Regions from separate parts of the Mus musculus genome. Here region 2 is linked to region 1. A link is a contact called in public promoter capture Hi-C data. All regions are on one chromosome and are shown on one strand. The core of a region is the stretch at or near the end of the contact, and the rest is flanking DNA. Distances in the headings are between cores, read along the strand shown.

Region 1 (4,545 bases), core at 717-3,216:
ATATATCCATTGGATTTGCATTGAATTCTATTGTTATTCTTGTTTTAGAGATGAAAATCTTAGCAGGGAGGCTTGCTCTAGATCACCAGTTAGTTCAGAGTTCAAAATTTAGGTTCAGAAAGGCTGTTTTCAACAGCACTCTTACTTTCTAAGTAAGCGGGGGTGCCTCTGGCTCCACAGACCATTAACCATTATGATGTGAGTTGTTACAATCATTTTAGGTATAGATTAAAATATTTTATGGAAAGAAAGGTGTCCTTTCATTTCTCTCCATTCTTCAGGTTAAATCAAGTTTCATTCTGGTGCTAGTAGGATTTGAATCTTTGCTATTTGATGGCCTCCTTTTCAGCAGTTGATGTCAACAGTGGAGCCAGCAAATAGAAAGGGGCTCAGGCAGTTGCAGGATCAGCTTGATTTCATGGCTTTTGACTTATGATATCCATAGAGGACTTTTATTTTAAATAAATGTATTTAAAGTACCCAAATTGTTTAATTTAAACAAAGTATTGAATAAATAGCATATATGGAATGCAGCTGTGACAAATGACCATTTATTTTTATATAATTGAAGTTTTAGAAACACTGTCATTATCCAGCATTTTGAAACTCACTGTAATATGACTTCAGCTTTCAGTGGCTTTTAACCTGTAAGTTTCTTTCTTTTCTCCTGTTGGAATTCCCATGTGCTTCTATCAAAGAAGTTCCCCCAGGCTAGAGAGATAGCTCAGTTGATAAAGTGTATTGCAAGCTTGGGAACTTAGGATAAATCCCTGAATCCAGGCATGGTGGTACAAATGTAGAATTCCCATCCTAGGGAACAGAGACAGAGGATTCTGGTGTGTCCTGGCCAGCCACTGTAGCTGAATCAGTAAGCCCTGGTACTAATATGAAATCTTAATTCAGAAAGAAAGATTGGTGGCACCTGAGGAGTGACACCCAGGATTGTCCTCTGATCACACTCTAGTGCAAACACATTTATGCTCACCTGCACATGTTCTTGCACACACACACACACACACACACACACACACACACACACACACACACACACAAAGATTTCCAGTGCCCCTTTGTAGATCTGGTGTTTTCACCAGATGTTAATAATGTCACACTCATAAAGAGATCAGTTTTAAATACTTCTTTTTCCTGAAATAATTCCATCCCTACATTCTTTGTGGTTTTAGAATCTCCTTTTATAAAGAGATAGTGATAGTAGATGATAGATTTTGGTACATTTTTAGTATCTTTGATGTGGCAAAATAAAAACTTGGAAATTATTTTTTAAGTGAAGCTGATCTAGACTCCATCATGGTCTGTGATCACAGACTACAAGGGCTTTTCCTGTCACTCTGTCCTGACAGTAGAGCCCTTCTCCGTTGCCTAGCAGTCTTATGTATCTCAGGACCGGTGGTATGGACTTATACTAAGCCTTATTTCTAAAGCACATTCAAGCATTTTCTTCAGGGACATTATTTAAAAGGCCTCTGTTTGTGACACTCTTGTGTCTGTTCCCTATGTTTATAGTTTTGCTTTCCAAAATAGCTATTCTGTCCTTCGGTATCCATGAGTGATCATGTCCTACTGTTTCAGACGGGCATCAGCTACCTCGTTCTGGAGCTGTTTCCTTGGCTTCTAGTTTGTTCAATACATATTTGCACATGCCTACCACCAAAGCTCTCAGTTCTTACTATAGAAAGAAATAGAAGGTTTTACTATTCCATACTTATTCTCATCCACCCCTAATGTACAAGATGCCTGTAGACGCCTGAACTCACTGGCTTCTTATCTCCAGATTCTTCGGTGATAAATTAGTTTTCCAGTTCATGTGCGCTCTTGCTAGACCACCATCCAATCCTGCTCTTATGGCTGGGTTCTGAGATCAGAAATCCACCCTTAGCCTCTGATGTTGCAATGTTCAGTTTTAAATAGTCAGAATAGACTCCAGGCGAAAGCTCCCTGGAGTTCTTTCCGTTTTGACTTGTGCCAGCCATGGCTTTGGAAAACAGTTACAAAACAAGACTTGAACTCCACGTTCCTGTCTTAGTCACTTTCCCAGGGAAGAAGAAAGACATAACCTTCTGCCTGGCACAAGGTGGGTACCAAAGCCTGTGGTAGTGAAGGCACAGATGTGGACCCTCTCAAGTTTAGAATGTATACATCATTATGACTAAGTGTGCCAAGCTGGTGTAACAGGTACCAGGACATGGGCATGGATCTGCCTTTTAGTCTTAAAAAAAAATCTATCGGTGGAAAATAATTTTTGTTATTTGATTAGAGCTGTATAGTCAGCCAACTCCTACTGTAATAGCCTAGACCTTCTATAATATTTTAGAGAAATAGGAAAAGAAAACAAGAGTGCATTTCTGACCATGTTTGAGAGCCAGGCTTCTGTCACTAAGTAATGAAGTAGCTCAAGTAGCCTTGCATAAGTGGGAATTTGCGGTTTCTAAAGCTGCCCGTTCCCCCAAACGACTAAAATATGTTATTGGTATTTGACTGTTTCTTATGTTTTGCTCTCCTTAAGTTTCTTTTTAAAGGGGTTTGAGTTTAAAAGCACAACCACTGAAAAATGCAATTTAATCATAGAACTGTGAAAGGCTAAGCCCAGAGTTAACCCCAGGATGCTCTGGGCTTTTTTGTTAAACCAAAGCTTAGAATGAGCCTTAATCCCAGGGCATGCTAGCAAGCAAGAAGGAAGTGGATAGTTAGGCCGGGGACACAGGGGATGGGCCAGTCTGGCTGCCACTTACTTAAGCCCTTCCCATTGGGAGGCCAAGCAGCTGATTTACACTGGAAAGAACAAGAGAAAGGAAAGAGGAGTCAGTAACAGCAGCAAGAGCCTTGGAGGATAGGAGGGCTCCTGGGTGGGAGTACTGTCACCCACACTGCAGTGCATCACAGAGTGGAACCCCAAAGACCTCCTTAGTCCCAGTTCACTTTATGAATAGCTGTGGGGTTTGCCTGACTAGTAAGGTATGTGATGGTAGGGAATTTGGAATTGTGATCTGTTGCTAAAGAGAAAGTAATCTTTTAGGCAGCTGAGCAGGGAGGTTCACAGCCCAGCAGCCATCTCTAGACCTGAAATGGAAAGCTAGTATGATAATGACATGAGGACCCAGGGAATCATCTGCCTTATACTTCAGTCTTATTGGCCAGTACCATAGTCAACAAAGAGATACACACCAATCGCTTCTTTTCTCTTTGTGTAGAGAGCATGGCACATTCTTGAAAGTATATCAGTGTTTACCTTGATTTTTTTTTAATTTAATTAAATAATCATCAGAAATGCTGGTGATTTGGAATGCTTATATAAGATTCCATTGCTACAGTTGGCTTAATTTTCTCTCTCCACCCTCACCCCTTTTTTTTTACTGGCTATTTAAAGATTTCCAGTTCTTTCTTATTATAAAGAATATACTCTGATAAGCATACTTGTGCAAGAACATTATTTTTAATAATAAGATAAAATTAGATTAATTACTGAAGAGATGTGAACTTTTCAAAGTGCCTGGGATATAATTATAAGTCCTTCATGTCACTAGAGCATTAACTATTGTCATTTTTAAAAACATAAATCTGACCATTTCATGGGGAGAATGGCTTCTCATTGTTTGGCTTTGCACACCTATTCTCTGTTACATATAAAGCTAGATTTTATATGTTTATTACTACATCTATTTTAAATATATTTTTTACCTGATAGCTTGTGCCTGTTTGGGAGCAGGCTATATATTTTCAGTTAGCATATACATTAACATGACTATATATATGATATTTTCCCTGTTTTGTTGTTTGCCTTTAGATCCTGTCCCTCTTAGTTTTTTGAGACAGGTTTCTCTGTGTAGCCCCAGCTGTCCTTGGTCCTTTGTAGACCAAGCTGGCCTCAAACTCACAGAGATCCACCTATGTTTGATTCCTGAGTGCTGGGATTAAAGGCATGCACCATCCCTGCCCAACTGCCCTTAGATTTTTTTTTTAATGTGATAGTTTAGATAAACAAGAATTTTGACCTTTACATGTTCATATCCATATATTTTTCTCCTTTTATATTTCTTCTTTGGCTTTAAAACCTATAGAATCCTCCCCCTTTCTCAGAGAAATATCCACCTCCATTTTCTTGTTCTTAGGTAGTTTATCAGGGCCAGGCATGAGCCCAGGGCTGATGTGTACAGGCCTCAGCTCCGCCTCTAAACTGCAGTTTCTAAGAGTTTGTTTTGTATGTTAGTAATTTAGTACATATTTGGAAATCATTTTATTTTTTGGTATGAAACAAGGCTACATCTTCCTCCCCCCCTCCCAAATAGGGTAAATTACTTCAGCGTTGTTTTTAATAATTCATCTTTCCTGTGGTGACTCTTGATGAATGCACCATGTTCTTCATAAGCTCCTTTGAGTATCTGAGCAATCACTTGTGTTCCTTAATAACAACTTCAATGCCAGTGACAGTCATTTAGACCTTGTATTTTTTATTCCTATAGCACATGTATATCCTTATATTCCTGTCTTCAAAAAGGTTGTGCTTGTGCCTCACTTATCACTTATCAC
Region 2 (4,722 bases), core at 500-2,999, 71 kb before region 1:
AAACTTGAGATGATTCTACATCTTGCAGCTTCTAGGCACTTCTGAGTTTTCAATACGTGACTTCAGAGCTTCGCTGTGCTAATATGAGGGATAAGCATGTAACATTTCCAAATGTGCTTAACCTGCCTCCATGGACTAGGGGTTCTCAAACTTGGCTTGCCCCCTTCTGGGAACTGCATTATCAGAACTTACTTGACACGTGTGTACCTATTCTGTTTCAACTCAGTTATTCACTGCAGTTCAAGCATGACACCCAGTCCTTCATAAAACTATTCCATTTCACATGCCAGCTACAGTTGTCCAGGACCACTGGGCTACATTCACGATGACTGGCTCTAAATGCTCAGGGGTTCTCATACTAATTTGCCAGAACAACCAACAGAACTCAGAAAAGAGCTATACTTACAATTAATGGTTTTATTATAAAGAACATGAATCAGGAGCAACCAAATGGACAGACAGACTGTTCTTCTTGGAGAATCAGAGTGCATCACCATCTCATCACATGATCTGTTCAAAGTGAGGAAGCTCCCTGGAACTTCATACCCATGCTGTACAAAATTGCTGTTTGCACAGCAATTCCATGACATAGGTAAAGTAGGTTGATTCATCAGCCACATGTTTGAACTCAATCATTAGCCACTCTTTCTCCCTTGGGGTCAGGCTGACTAGCAGACCCTGCTCTATTCATGTGGTGGATCTTTCTGGTGACCAGCTCTCTTCCTAAAGCCATTGAATGGCTTCATTACTATAAACTCAGGTGTAATTTAATGGGCTCACAAGTAGCAGAGGCATTTGTATCATTTAGGGAAAATTCTGGCTCCCTGCCAGAATCCAGGGATAAAGACCACACATGTTATTGTATAGCAGTACAGGGTAGTATATAACCATTTCGGAAACCAAAATGGCACCTAGCTAGAAGAGGGATACGTGATGTATGTGGTTTCCCCCTAGGAAAACAAGTAGCCCTCAGCATTTACCTGTTCCATTGTTTAAATCAGCCCGCTTTCAACACAGACTGTAGCTGTCTAGGAGAGGAGATTTTGGATGGTATTTTCCTGGGCACTCCTGGGGCCAAATTGCTTCAGAGTCAGGCTAGAACCTATCAGCTTTATTCTGTCCACCTCCTGCCACTCTCCAGAGCACCAGCTGCTCTAATGCAGATACCACTCTCAAGTTTTACCTTAAAATGGTGTGCTTATTTTTTAATATATACAAAATAATGAGCTAAATTGCTTTTCTCTATTACTTTTAACTGAAAAGAAAATGTAATTTGTTGTGTAAAATGTAATATACCACAGAAACTAGGGTTCCAAGATTTTAGATGTGGATTCGAAGCTATTTCCAACAAGACTAGAAATCATATTCACCAAAGCTTATGTCTTCCCCGTTTAATTCATATGGGGCTGAACCAAAAGCCTTGCTGAAAGTTACTGTCCTTTCAAATCACCAGGCCTGTGCCTCTGACTTAGAGGATCGGACTTATCTTGACAGTCTTGATCTCTTTTTCCTATTTCATCAATAAAGATGTCCTTCTCAAGCCCCAGACTCTTAGAGACCACACAGAATAATAGGCACACCTGATGTGTGGCTGGGAGGCATCCAGACTCAGTGGGTACGTAATAAATTAGGGGCACAGAAGCATGGTCTCCTACTGGTAGCCTGCCACTGACTTAGAGCCTCAAGCCAGCCTTTCCAGTTTTGTGAGTCAGCACCATCAACACTTTGTCCTGGGGGGAAGGTTTAGCTACTTTGTCTGTATACAGTTCATGTATTACGAAATTCTAGCCAAACCAAAGTCAAATATCTTAACTCAGCAATACTGTACCACTGTATTTTTGCCCAGAAAATATGGGGAGGTTCTTTGGTGATGTCTTAGATAAAGAGAAGTCTGTAGCCTAACAAAGGATGGGCCACCTTTGGGAAGATGATATTTCTCATCCATTGCTAGGATGAAGGATTTTAGTTTGAATAAAAGGTGCCAGATAATGCCAAAGGTTTCCTGGCATCTCCTGAAGCTACCAATAATCCTACCATCATGCACATGCCAGTTGCTTTCCTCTTTCCTTCCCTACCTTGAGTGGATGCTTTCTGTCCTAGCCATGAACCTTAAGGAGTTTTACAGGGTTCACAAACAGTGTGTCTTCCTTTTTCTTTCAGACATCATAAAGAAGAGACCGTAAAGAAGAGATTGTATTGTTTAGAGATTACATTTATTATTCTTTAATGAACCCCTAAGTTAGATTCATTTGTGCATCTGGCCACAGCTGGAATCCCTGAGATAATACCCTCTTACTGCAGTAGGCAGAATACCAGCTCTCTGAGGTCAAGTGGAACATGCCAGGATCCTTCTTTTAAACTCACTTGTTAGGAGATACCTCAGATGGATGACATTTGCCACCAAAGGAAAGTCTAGTGACCCGAGTTTGATCCCCAGAACCCATGTAAAGGTAGAAGGAGAGAACCAGTTCCCTACAGTTGTCCTTTGACTTCTGCTACTGCACAGTTGTACATGTACCCCCTCCCATCACACACTAATATATAAATATTTAAGAAGTAAACTAATCAGTTAGATACCTCATTTCTCTGTCTGTGAAGAGTTCTGATTAGGGGTTGGGAGAGAATTAGGGATTATTATGCTAAGAAATTCCTTTCAAATGGCAAAGTGGGGACCAGAAAATAGGTATTTTCTACTTATATAGGCAGTTTTTAATTTTCCCTACCCTATTAAATGAAAAGATTAAATAGCCTTGCTTTAATACCAAACATTTAGTTAAAATATTAGCTTTGGAAATGGTCATAGATGTGTTTTAAGAGGAGCAGAAAAACCTAGAAGTCATAAAACAAAGGAATAAAGGAAAGAAGCAAGGCAAGACAGTCTCCAAAACTCATAAGGCATATGGAACTTGGTGCGGGATGAAAATGAGATCCAAGTATGGATTGATAGGAACCTGATGAAAGTCATCTTTTTCCATTTTGAGACTGTCTCTAGTACTCTTTGGGTCCACTCTCATGACTTTAATTTTATCAAATTGTTGTCATTACTGAAATAGCTCAAGTAGGCATTACTCTGAGAGATGCTGTCAGGGAAGAAGAAGGAAGATTGTGTTTTAAAGATACTGTAAAGTTCAAAGAGATGAGACCTCATGCAGTATGAGAGAAGAGAAGCAGTGTTAAGAACAGGGAGAGACGTGAGGGGAAGTCAGAGGGGCTGCCATGCAACACTACATGTGATTAAGCCACAGACTGAATGGGGCTAATGCAAGTAGAGACCTCTAAATCCAAGCTGGAAGAAAAGATAAGGTCCAGAGACAGAGTAGAAACAGCTTGTTTCTCAGAAAAACAAAATGGAGAATATCAACTTTTAAGCTGCTAAAAGGTTGTTGACCTTTGAGACCAATCATAATAGAAATGTAACTAGGAAATCACACAGAGAGAGCTAGTGGTGATTTAGCAGAACATTAAATGCCAGGGGAAGTCTCTGTAGAAAGAACGTAATTGGAGCATACATTGGCAAGATAAAGTGTTTGGAGCAGGGCTGGGACTAAGAGAAGGTGAGCCAGGTTCTTGTTTTAGTATGGGATCTTCCAGAAGACCCACATGATTAAGATAAAGAATACTTTAATATAATATCCTCAACATGGAAAATAATGCTAAAGGTCCTGAATTTAGAGACGGGTCAGCATTACTATTTCTTCTTTGCTTGGGCTAAGCTCATTTCAGAGGAACATTCCAGTGAGGCAACTTATTTAGTACACATCTTTGTCCAGCTCTCAATGTGTAATTCCTAAGCAGCCGAGCCTAGTCTTTGCCTTTTACATACTGAGGTGGGCCTGATCTGGATCACAGGGCTGCAGGCCCAGTGTTACAGTCTTGTCAAAGGAGGAGCTAAGCTATGCTCAAGGAGCAGTAACCCCTGTGGCCAGTGGTCTTCAAATAAGAGTCCTTAGAGGACAAGTGAGTCACCAAAAGGATTAATTTGTGAAGAAAAAGCCCCAAAGTTACAACAGGTTGTCTAAAAGACAAGGGCGCAACACAGACAAGGCCTCTTTTCCTTGGCCCTTCTTTACCGAGCAGTGCGAGTCATTTTCCTTGGGTAAGAAAGCAGAGCTTGTAGATGGGCTTTCTCCATGTCCTGGTAGACGTTACAGCCACCACTGGCACACGAAGTGAGCACAGAGATGTCTGACTTTACTCTCTTGTTTTACTGGCACAGGTTTTAGCAATGATGTGTCTGTCAGTTTAGCCCAGGTGATGCTTTGTTGTAGTGGCCTGGTCTGTGCAATGCCACTTTCTCTCCAAACTACCTGTTTCTGACTCTTAGAGCCCCCAGCAGCAGTCGGGGGCTCAGAACATCATGGTCATTTTGACAGACCCTTGCCCATACTTTCACCCTTCTCTATCTGTTCCTAGGCCAAGGCCCAGTCAAGTTGAAAGGCCCAACAGGTTCTCTCCCTGTCCGCTCTTGTCTTAGCCATGAACCCTCTCAAAGAGGACCCTGCTCGAGACAGCCCTAGCCGACCTTTCTACCATTAGATCACCCTGCCCGAGCAGGCCCTCGTGTGCTTTAGCATTCCAAGTTCTTTGCCAAGCACCTCTCCTTGCAGTGTCACTAGGGTGACTGGAGCATGTGGTTTCCAAGCATGCTCTGGTTTCTGACTTGAGTCGTTACTGACATGACTCTTTCTAAAATCCTTTCCCTCAAAATCCAACAACCAGAAG

What was found. Capture Hi-C pulls out chosen DNA fragments and counts their contacts.
Region 2: a contact with region 1 is called in a promoter capture Hi-C map of adipose tissue. The contact joins two enhancer-like sites. A contact is called at or near these places in 1 of 39 promoter capture datasets (the 3T3-L1 cell line), 9 of 484 Hi-C or Micro-C datasets (the 3T3-L1 cell line, the N1E-115 cell line, bone marrow-derived macrophages and 6 more), 2 of 115 datasets of contacts at active chromatin or transcription factors (embryonic stem cells and pancreatic cancer cells) and 3 of 9 other capture datasets (adipose tissue, embryonic stem cells and liver).

The regions. Positions count from the first base shown.
Region 1 is chr1:64,834,217-64,838,761 of GRCm38.p6, reverse strand. The region is part of intron 6 of Plekhm3 (pleckstrin homology domain containing, family M, member 3); the gene reads left to right. Among named protein-coding and RNA genes, the nearest start is that of Gm51628, 50 kb to the left of the region's middle. Within about 2 kb of position 1,966, at least 18 of the 459 cell types and tissues checked have an H3K27ac peak or open chromatin away from gene starts, as enhancers often do. A contact at or near this core is called in adipose tissue and brown adipocytes, where this site is marked.
Region 2 is chr1:64,904,963-64,909,684 of GRCm38.p6, reverse strand. All of the region lies in intron 3 of Plekhm3 (pleckstrin homology domain containing, family M, member 3), which reads left to right. Among named protein-coding and RNA genes, the nearest start is that of Gm51628, 20 kb to the right of the region's middle. Within about 2 kb of position 1,749, at least 16 of the 459 cell types and tissues checked have an H3K27ac peak or open chromatin away from gene starts, as enhancers often do. A contact at or near this core is called in adipose tissue and brown adipocytes, where this site is marked.